Linked DNA regions of Muntiacus reevesi: region 1 is linked to region 2. The links are chromatin contacts, called in public Hi-C maps. All regions are on one chromosome and are shown on one strand. The core of a region is the stretch at or near the end of the contact, and the rest is flanking DNA. Distances in the headings are between cores, read along the strand shown. Region 1 holds the start of NRBF2 (nuclear receptor binding factor 2). Region 2 holds the start of ADO (2-aminoethanethiol dioxygenase).

Region 1 (5,645 bases), core at 1,112-3,611, 320 kb after region 2:
GGTTAAACCATTGCTACTGGGAAATGGGGATAAAGTTTTTAAAAAACTTAAATCTTCAAGAAGCAGATTAATCAACTTACCCTTTGTTCCATACCATAGTGTAGCGTTAGTCACTTTGTCGTGTCCAACTCTTTGTGACCCCATGGACTGTAGCCCGCCAGGCTCCTCTGTCCATGGAATTCTCCAGGCAAGAATGCTGGAGTGGGTTGCCATTTCTTTCTCCCATTCCATACCATGCTCAGTTTTAAAACTACAGGTCGTTTCCACTTAAAGGCAGTTTTCCCCCTTGGAAAATGGGGGAATGATTTGACAGTTCCTTTTATATCAAGGAATGACAAAGCAAGAAGATGAGTCCTTATACCTAATTAGTACAGGAAAGAGTGTTATCCACTTATGTGCTAACTGTGCAAGCAAACTGCCTTTCTCTGAAGTTTAGCCATTGTTTTTATTACTTACATTTTTATCTTATGTGTAGGAAAAGAGATTGGTTCTTCAGAGTTAGACATATTTTTATACTTTCTCACTACTCTTATATAAACAGAGCAGGACCCTGTTTATACAGGACTCTGTTTGTACCTACTGGGTACAGATCCTTTCCGTGTTTCTTGTTTGCAGGAAATAAGCTTCATTCAGCCTCCTCAACCTTCCCTGGGTTCCAAAGGGCACATTCTAACAGGCCGATAAACAGGAAAGGGAGGGAATGTAGGAAGAAAGGAGAAGTCAAGAAACAATAGAGCAGTCCTAGGGTAGGCTCCTGGTTCCAGCCAAAAATGACTTCTCTCGTGTCTAAGAAAGTGAAGCCTGGTTCACTTTCTCCAGGGACCACCCCTGCCCCTGCAAGCCACATGGCATGGCCAGAAAAACAAAAATAAAAACAAGAAAGCTCTGCCTGTGGATTTTACCACCTTGTAGGGGTCTTAATGGGCTTCCCAGGTGGTGCTAGTGGTAAAAAAAAAAAACCCGCTTGCCAATGCAGGAGACACAAGAGACACAGGTTCAATCTGTGGGTCTGGAAGATCTCCTGGAGGAGGGAACTGGCAACCCACTTGAGTGTTCTAGCTTGGAGAATCCCATGTATAGAGGAGCTTGGCAGGCTATGGTCCACAGGGTTGCAAAGAGTTGGACATGACTGAAATGACTTAGCAAGCATTCAGGGGTCTTAATAGTTTTCCTGGCCTTATAATAAATTACCACAAACTTAGTGGCTTAAAGCAACACACATTTATTACCTCACAAATTCTATGGATCAGGAATTCAGAAATGCTTTGATGGGTCCTCTGCTCAAGATCTCACAAGGCTGCGTTCAACCTATAGGCCAAGGTGGTGTCCTCTCCCAAGTTCACAAGGTTTTTGTGTGTGTGTATTTTTTTTTTTGCCATGGGGTTGTAGGATCTTAGCTACCAGACCAGGGACAGAACCTGTGCCCTCCACAGTGAAAGCCTGGAGTCCTAATTACTGGATCACCAGGTTAATTCCCAAGCTCAGAAGGCTTTTGAAAGGATTTAAGTGGCAGAATTCATGGTGCCTCTATCACAACAGTTTCCTTTACAGCATAAATCACATTTTTTTAACCAGTGAATTCCTGAACAGAAAGAACTCACTGTAGTGGTCTGACACATAATTGTTGAATGAATGGTATATGGTTATGGTATATATGGTATATGGTTACTTGAGACCCATATTATTTTCTTACTGATTTGTTAGCAACTTGAGGGCACAACCCTGAATCGTTTGTCTTCCTCCAACAGAGCCTAAGCCAGTGCGTGTTCTGGTGATTAAGTGGCTAAGTCGTTTCCGACCCTTTGCGACCCCATGGACTGCATGTACCCCACGAGGCTCCTCTGTCCATGGGACTATCCAGGCAGGAATACTGGGGTGGGTTGCTGTGTCTTCCTGCAGGAGATCTTCACGACCCTGGGAGCAAACCCGTGTTTGTCCCTGGTCTGGTGGCTCCTGCAGCGCAGGCAAGTACTTTACCGCTGAGCCACCATTGCTCAAATCTCATTTCTGCGGGGGGAAAAAAAAATCAGGTGCAACAACAAAGCCCGAAGCCTGAGAGCAAGGGAGGATCTGGCAATACTGGGTGAATTTGTGAGAAGTTACGCTGGAAGGACGTAGGAGAGACCGATAGCAGAAGTCGGCCACTTAAAATCCTACACAGCTATACCTCTGCAGGCGACGTTTGACTCTTCAAGCTGAAGCTAAGCTTCTCGCGAGAGGAAAGACGGACTGCGAGAAAGTCTGTTCATGCCCCGCCTTCCTTGAGCCCCACCCACTCCCTGTCCTCACTCCCACCTTGAACGAGCTGCGTGTGACGTCGTGACGCGTGCGTGGCCGTGGCGTAGGAGGCGGGCCCGCGACGCGGCGCCGGAGGAGGAAGTGGTGTGGTTGTTGCTCCTCCTGCGCCCGCTGCTGGCTCTGGGGGCGCGGAGTGGGGCCACAGTCGCCGCCGCTGCGTTCGCGCTCTCCAGCTGTTCCCCTCCATGTGCCCGGGCTCCGTCGCTCCCCTTCCTCAGGCCGCCGCTTACCCCGGGGTCTATGGAAGTAATGGAAGGACCCCTCAACCTGGTGAGTGGCCCGCAGAGTGTTGCGTCGGCTCTCGGGCACCTTTGCCTCAGGACCCCGTCTCGGCGTGCAGCTGACTGGAGGCCGGGAAGCTGGTTTGGCGCGGGGGATCCTAAAATCTGGGGGGTGCAGACAGGCTCGGCCCTACAGAGGCTCCAGCCAAGCAACCTCGGGGATCCCTGGGAAGCTCCTGCCTCCTGTTCCCGCCGCCTTCAGGCGCCCCCTGCCCCAGGGCTCTGGGCGAGGGGCTCCCACCAACGGGGGCTGCCACCTCTCCAGACCGGAGGAAATGCCTCCAAGCGCCACGTAACCACCTCTTTGCAGCCTGCAGAGACACTAAGCCGGCTGGGGCAGAAATGGTGTGTAATACTGGTTCTAACTAATAACACAGGGTCTGAAGTCTGAGCGTCCCCACTGTCGAGAAATCATAAGCTCTCACCTCCGTTTCCCTTCACCCATTCCTCACCTGTGTTCACATGCATAAACTGAGACTTTCCTTTCTCACATAAATTAGAGAAAGTTGGGGGGAAAAGACAGGGCTGTGGCTGTTGTTAGCTCAGTTTCATCTCTAGGTATCATGAAAATATGGTAGATGTTTACCTTTCTCAGAAAAAGCATTGATAACTCATAATTATGTTTTTAGGCACCTCAGGTGTAGCGATTTTAAAACAAGAAACACGAGTTCTTTTCTGCCTGGCCACTGTATCTTTTGGTTTTCCAGAGAGGTCTATTTTGGATATAAAAGTGGGATTACTTAAAGTTGTAGACAGACAAGGTAACTTTTTTAAGTTCAACTATGATAGTGGGTTTGGAAAAAAGAACATATGGAAAATTGTTTGTTTCTCACGTTGGAACCCTGAGAACACGTGTGGGAGAGCTCTGGGCTGGAATCAAACCATTCTGTAGAGAAGCAGTACAGTCTTATGGATTAAGAGTATAGATTCTGGACCTAAACTGCTTGGATTTGAATTCTAACTTTGTCACTTAATAACTATATGACCTTGGGCAAATTAGTTGATCTCACTCTTTGTGGTTTGTTACCAGGATTAAGAGAGTAAATAAGACGTGAGGAGCCTAGAACAGTACCTGGTATGTAATGAAGTGTAAGAGTTAGTTATTACAATAATCAGACCAAAACTCTTAATTTAGAAATCTCACTTGGACTTGGTGAGCTTAAAAAGTTAAAGATTCTAGGACCTAAAGCTATGGTTCCCAGATGGCTGGTGCCAGGTTAACTGCTATGAGAAGTGCTTTCCAGTTTTACTGTTGAGCCCTGCCCCCATTGGTAAGAGTTGTTTACAGTTTAAAAAGAACCAGACTAGATTTGTGATTTTTTTTTTTCTTTAAAACCAGGGAAATGTCTTGCACTTTCTTTGGTTTTAAGGTGACATATACTTGGCAGTGAAATATAATGGATGGCTCAGTACTGAAACTTGACAGGAACATTATTAGAAATAACCAGCAGTTCACAGAGTGCTTCAGAGTTCAAGTGTCCTTGCAAAATGACCATTGGTTCAGTTCCAGTTAACTTCACTTTATTTGCCTGCTTGCTTCAGCATAACCCCAGCCAACTGCCCCACTAGTGTGTGGTAGCTTATGAAAAGACTTGAACTGGGTGACAGTTTAGATGGAGCAGCAGAATCACCAGTTAGGAAAAATTAGTTGACTTGGTAGTGGTATTACCTGTTTATAGAAGGGAATTTTGAATAGTCTTACTAAGGAGTCTAGCATAAATCCATAATCCAGCCATACAATTTATGTGGGCAAGTATCAGAAATTTGGCATCTTGAATTCTTAAGCCATTTGAGATTTGAAAGATTTAAGTTTTAGATCTAGTGTTTAATGGAAGAGAACAATAGAACAGAAATTAACATTTACTTGGATCATTTTAACTGTGCTAAGTATCAGTGTCTGGCTTCTGAATTTGTTGTCACTGAATTTTAAAAGACAATTTTTTCACTTTCTGTTGTACTATATCCTTGTAGCTTATATGTTTTATGTGTAGTTTGTACCCCTTAGTTCCCTATCCTGTCTTGCCCTATCCTCCTTCCTTCTCCCTACAGGTAACCGCTAGTTTGTTTTCTGCATCCAAGTCTGGTTTTTTTTTTGTTCCTGAATATATTCATACATTCATTTTTTTCCTTTAGATTTCACATGTAAGTGATGTCTTACAGTATTTGTCTTTCTCTACCTGACTTATTTCATTTATACCCTCCAAGTCCATCTATGTTGTTGCAAATGGCAACATCTCATTCTTTTTTATGGTGGAGTAGTGTTCCATTATTTGTGTGTGTGGTGTGTATGTGTTGATATACATATCTGTATATACATATATGTCACACCCTTTTCTATTCATCTGTTGATGGCTATGTTGGTGGCTTCTGTATCTCGGCAACTGTAAATAATGCTGCTGTGAACATTGGGTTGCATGTATCTTTTCAAATTAGTATTTTCATTAGAAGACTGAATTTTTTTAAAGACAGTCACATTCTTTTATGCCAGCCAATATTCACTCTAGTATCCAGCAGACTCAACATGAGAAATACTTCTCAATGCTATAATTTTGAGTGCCTTTGAGCCTCCCATTAGTCTATACAAGCTTTTTCTAATGACGTCATAGTATATTCCAAATTGATTGGATAAGGACTTATTACAGTACCTAGGTTTATAATCATGTGTCCTCAGAGCATCCTTGAAATTAAGTAAGAATTGCTTCCCAAGCTTTACAGATAAATAAACCTAGACAAATTAAGTAGGTTAGTGACTCAAATACATTATGGAGCTACCTTATGTTGATATCATGACTTCTTTCTAGTAATTCTTCTCTCTTAATGTACTTAAAATATTCATTTTAATATGGTCCTTATCTATATTGAATTACAGATTCTTTGTCAGTATTGAGTGGCTTTGCTCTAGTACATGGTGCTAAGTCGCTTTAGTCGTGTCCGATACTATGGACCACTGAGCTCCCCTGTCCCTGGGATTCTCTAGGCAGGAAGAATACTGGAGTAGGTTGCCATGCCCTTCTCTATGGGAATTTCCCAACCCAGGGATCAATCCCACGTCTTCATGTTTCCTGC
Region 2 (5,244 bases), core at 2,576-5,075:
TACAATTCACAAAGCTCGTTTCCAGCTGGTCAAAGTCACAGTCTCCGATACTCCATTTAATATCCTTTAGGGCTATTATTTCTTAGTCTTGGAATGCTCTGACAACCAGATTTTTCCATGGCTGACTCTTTAATACTCAGGAGCAGCTCAAATGTCATCTTCTGGTCACTTCTGACAACCCAGTAACACACAACACACACACATGTACACACACAAATGTATCACACTGCCACCTTGTTTGTCTTCATAAACTTATCTATGTCTGAAATTATGTTGTTCATTTATTTGTATTATGTAACAACCTCCATACCCAAGATACACACACACACACACACACACACACACACACACACACACATACTTGTAAGTAAATTCCTTTTAGGGAATTCAGATATTCCTTGTCAAATCCCCAAAGTCTAGAACAATGCTGGTACCCAATAAATACTCACTATTTATCAAATGATAGATTCCATCTATCCCAAATTTTTCCCAAATCTTGTTTCTGTCTTGTATTTCTAGCATTTGTTCACTATCACTTCTCTTGTCTGCTCTCTTTTCTGAATGTCTTTCGGTCTTCATTTTTTCTTCATTCATCTATACTGCAACACAAAGGAAAACAGAACAAGGAGCATAAAAAGAAGGACGTTAATGGTAATAGAAACTCAGTCAGCCTGTGCTACTGTCAGTGGGGCAGAAGGCCAAATAAAATGCTTCTTAAGGGCAGAAACACTTAGGATAGAATCCATCCATTAGAGCAGTCCTTAAAGACAGTTTCAAAAAGGAATTATGAAAGTAGCCTGCTTGTGGCCTTAAAAAAAGTACCATATGCCTTAAGGACACTTAGCAATTCTTAAAAACTTTAACGTGCAAAAGGTTCAGATGCAGATTTTGAGATGATCTGAGAATCTGTACATTCAACAAATACCTCCAGGTGATCCTGGTCTTAGGAAATTTTGAACTCTGGCCAAACAATAAACAGCAAGGACCTGAGGGATGGTATTACCAGGTGAAAGGTTAGCCAGTAAATGTCATCTTTTTCTAAAGATAAATTTTTAAAAATCAGTTTATTTGGCTGCACTGGGTATTAGTTGCAGCATACAAACTCTCAGTTGCAGCATGTGGGATCTAGTGCCCTGAGCAGGGATCAAACTCAGATCCCCTGCACTGGGACTGTGGAGTCTTAGCCACTGGGCCATCAGGGAAGTCTCAATAATCTTTTTTTCAAATCTCTACCTTGAAGCTAATTCTCAAGACAAGCAAATACCATTTTAATATTCGCTGAATATTACTTAAATTCATTGGTATTTACCATTTTTAGCAACTTTCAAGTTATAATAGCTACTACGAGAGAGTTACTATGCTCTAAATGCTATCATCGGTGTTTTACATATGTATCTTAATATTCCATTTTATAGATGCTGCTGCTGCTGCTGCTGCTAAGTTGCTTCAGTCGTGTCCGACTTTGTGCGACCCCACAGACGGCAGCCCCCGTCCCTGGGATTCTCCAGGCAAGAATACTGGAGTGGGTTGCCATTTCCTCCTCCAATGCATGAAAGTGAAAAGAGAGACAGTCGTGTCTAACTCTTAGCGACCCCATGGACTGCAGCCTATCAGGCTTCTCTGTCTATGGGATTTTCCAGGCAAGAGTACTGCAGTGGGGTGCCATTGCCTTCTCCGATTTTATAGATGAGCTTCAGCTAAATAAGTACATACAACTACTAAGAAGTAACAGGTTTGGAAATCGAATACACCTGTATGTTTAGACTAAAGTCTGTGATCTATGGAGTCATGGGTTGTGTTGTACAAGTCACTTCAGTTGTGTCTGCCTCTTGGCAACCCTATGGACCATAGCTCAAGAGGCTCCTCTGTCCATGGGATTCTCCAGGCAAGAATACTGGAGTAGGTTGCCATGCCCTCCTCCACAGGATCTCCCCAACCCAGGGATCAAACCCAGAGATAGTGCCACCTGGAAAGCCCATGGAGTCTACACCTCCCACTAATTATACCTTAATAGAAATAAAATCAATAAATAAAATCTTTATTTTAGGTTTTTTTTAATGGATAGAGGGCATTTTTCTCTTAAATATTCCTCACTTTAGAAAAAGACTGCATGGAATTTCATTACATGGTGAATTTTGACAGTATATTTAAGTACCTTAACAATGACCGGGATTCTCTGATGGCTCAAGTGGTTAAGAGTCTGCCTGCAACTCAGGAGACATAGAAGACACAGGTTCGATCCCTGGATCAGGAAGATTCCCCTAGAGGAGGAAATGGCAACCCATTCCAGTATTCTAGCCTGGAAAATCCCATGGACAGAGAAGCCTGGTGGGCTACAGTCCATGAGGTCTCAAAAAGTCAGACACAACTGAGCAGCCCCAGTGCATAGCGGTTTGTGTTCTTCCAAAGGACCACTGTACCTGACCATATATAATGAACAATGACATGGTAACCCTGAAAACAAATAAACCTTATAACTGCTCTTCTAAAACAATCACTATCTTCAATCAAAATCACTAAATATGAAGAACTGTTCACTATTTACAGATCAGTGGTTCTCAAACTGGGCTGATAACTAAGAATCACTCAAGGAGCATCTTAAACATAAAAATTCTGGGCTTCACAGCAGTTCTTCTGAATTGGGGTTTGACCCCCAAATGTTTACTTTTATAAAGCTTCGCAGGATTTTCTGAGGAGTAAGGAGAATTCAGAATGTCTGTTACTCTGATTCCAGATTCTACAAGTGACTACATTGAGGACATAAAAGGGTGAAGTCTGCTAAAGACAGACAACTTGCAAGTAGCACAGTAGGCTGGAAAAACAATATCCTAATCTGCGTTTAATGCTTTCAACAAATCAAACTGCTGGTTTCGATCAAACGGTACTTATTTCTGTGCTGCTGCTCAGGCCCTGGCAATAATTCACTATCCTCTTGCAACTTATTTTCTCATCTGCAAACTGGGAATAATAATAATGCCTACCTCTTAAGAACTGCGGTGAGGATTAGTATATTCATTAGGTAATGCTCCTAACACAACGCCTGGCATATACTGAGTGCTCATTAAATAGGTTACATAGCCCATTGAAAGAGCATGCCTTTTTTTAATTAGGGAGAATTTACTAAACCACTCCAATTACAAAATGAGTAAGAAACCCATGTTTAGCTTTGGAAATCCAAAAGGACTTTCAACTCGGGGTAAGGTTAAGATCAAGAGCTTGCCTGATTCTCTCACAACAGTTTCTCATAGGATGCCTCAGAATCATCTAGTGAACCAATCTCTGAACGAAGACGGACGCTGTATCTTTAGAGTAACTCCCCTCCTCCCCTAACGAGGTGTTTCTTATGCAAACTCAGGTTTGATAACCGTTAGTATTCAGAATCAGTGACCAAATGTCCTCTCAAGCTCCAGCAAAAAAACCTCCTGTGTTCTGTAACCAGAAGAGCAGCGTCATCAGACCCTGATGCAAACAACAGCTGGGGACAGCTGTGGGGAGTAACTGTGGTGACCCTCTCATCTCCTCAGAAACAAAAATTTAAGAAAGCGCGGTTCAGCAGACAGTGCTGCCCGTGCAGCCACAAGGAGCTACAGTTAACTCAGCCGACTCCTTCCCAGGGCTAAGGCCACAGGAAAACGACCTTGGAGGGTGTACTAGGCCTGAATGGCGCCAGGTTAACAACCCTCTGGCCCGCTTCCGGTGACGGCCAGGAGCCTACACTACACCACAAGCCAGACGACGGAAGTGCGTCACCCCAACATTCCGAGGGATGCCGGGAGTTGTAGTTAATTGGCTGTTTCTCTTGTGCCCCAATTCGCCTTTCTTCTAAGAAGCAAACACCTTGGAACCTTAATGCAGGTCGATTTATGACCCACAAATCTAATCCTTCACTTTTCCAGATGACAAAGGGCGCTCTCTCAGAGCGCATGCGGAATACCGGACCACAAGTCCCAGCATGCTCTGCAGGGCGCCGGGAACCCCTAATCACCGTCGTAGGTGCGGGCCGCATGAATGGAGCTTCTGGCGTAAGGCAAAGCCCGCCACCGTCCGCGCGGCCGGTACCTGCTCCCAGAGCGTGAGTGCGGATTGTGGGCCGTGCGCGTGCGCGCTCAAAGCGGGGCGCGAGGCGGGCACGCCCGGCCGTTGCCGGCGCGTGGCTGCTGAGGTTGGCGGCTGTAGTGCCGCGCGCCCGACTGACCGGTAGCTGCGGGGCCTCAAGCCCCGCTCCGGGCTGCGGGCAGTCGTGGCGGCCGCCGGCGACCGCAAGGGGCGGAGGAAAGCTGGGGGCGGAGGGGGGCGGCCTCGGCACGCAGAGGAACTGCAGGGCATGCCCCGAGAAAACATGGCCTCCCTGATCCAACGGATCGCCCGCCAGGCGTGCCTCACCTTCCGGGGCAGCGGGGGCGGCCGCAGCTCTTCCGACCGCTGCGAGGCGCCAGGCCCGGAGGCGCCGATACAGCAGAGCTTCCCGGAGAACCTAAGCAAGCTGAAGAGCCTGCTGACCCAGGTCCGCGCGGAGGACCTAAACATCTCCCCGCGTAAGGCCACGCTGCAGCCGCTGCGGCCCAACCTGCCGCCCGTCACCTATATGCACATCTGCGAGACCGACGGCTTCAGCCTCGGCGTGTTCCTGCTCAAGAGCGGCACCTCCATCCCGCTGCACGACCACCCGGGCATGCACGGCATCCTCAAGGTGCTCTATGGGACCGTGCGCATCAGCTGCATGGACAAGCTGGAGGTGGGCAGCGGGCAGCGGCCGCGGGCCCCGCCACCAGAGCAGCAGTTCGAGCCGCCTCTGCAGCCCCGCGAGCGGGACGCGGTACAGCCGGGCGTGCTGCGCTCGCGGGCGGAGTACACGGAGGCCAGCGGCCCGTGCTTCCTCACGCCGCACCGGGACAACCTGCACCAGATCGACGCCGTGGACGGGCCCGCCGCCTTCCTGGACATCCTGGCCCCTCCCTACGACCCTGACGACGGCCGGGACTGCCACTATTACCGAGTGCTGGAGCCTGTCAGGGCCAAGGAGGCCTCCGGCTCGGCCTGTGACCTGCCCCGAGAAGTGTGGCTCCTGGAGACCCCGCAGGCCGATGACTTCTGGTGCGAGGGGGAGCCTTATCCAGGTCCCGAGGTCTTCCCTTGAAGCCGCCGGCGCCCGAAAGCGGTGGGCCGAACACTTGCCCTACTCAGATCTAGGCTTGGCTGGCCGCGACCCCATCACAAGGGCTTTCTTCCTTCCCCCAGCCTGGG

Evidence for each region. A called contact is a pair of places that touch in the nucleus more often than the background predicts.
Region 1: a contact with region 2 is called in a Hi-C map of blood, with 2.0 times the contacts expected there. The contact joins the promoter of NRBF2 here to the promoter of ADO in region 2.

Annotation. Positions count from the first base shown.
Region 1 is chr2:98,857,666-98,863,310 of mMunRee1.1, forward strand. It overlaps NRBF2 (nuclear receptor binding factor 2), which reads left to right and starts at 2,362. Exons shown (of 3, transcript XM_065922416.1): 1 at 2,362-2,568. The coding sequence starts at 2,484.
Region 2 is chr2:98,539,735-98,544,978 of mMunRee1.1, forward strand. It overlaps ADO (2-aminoethanethiol dioxygenase), which reads left to right and starts at 3,826. Exons shown (of 1, transcript XM_065922413.1): 1 at 3,826-5,244. The coding sequence starts at 4,325. The coding sequence ends at 5,137.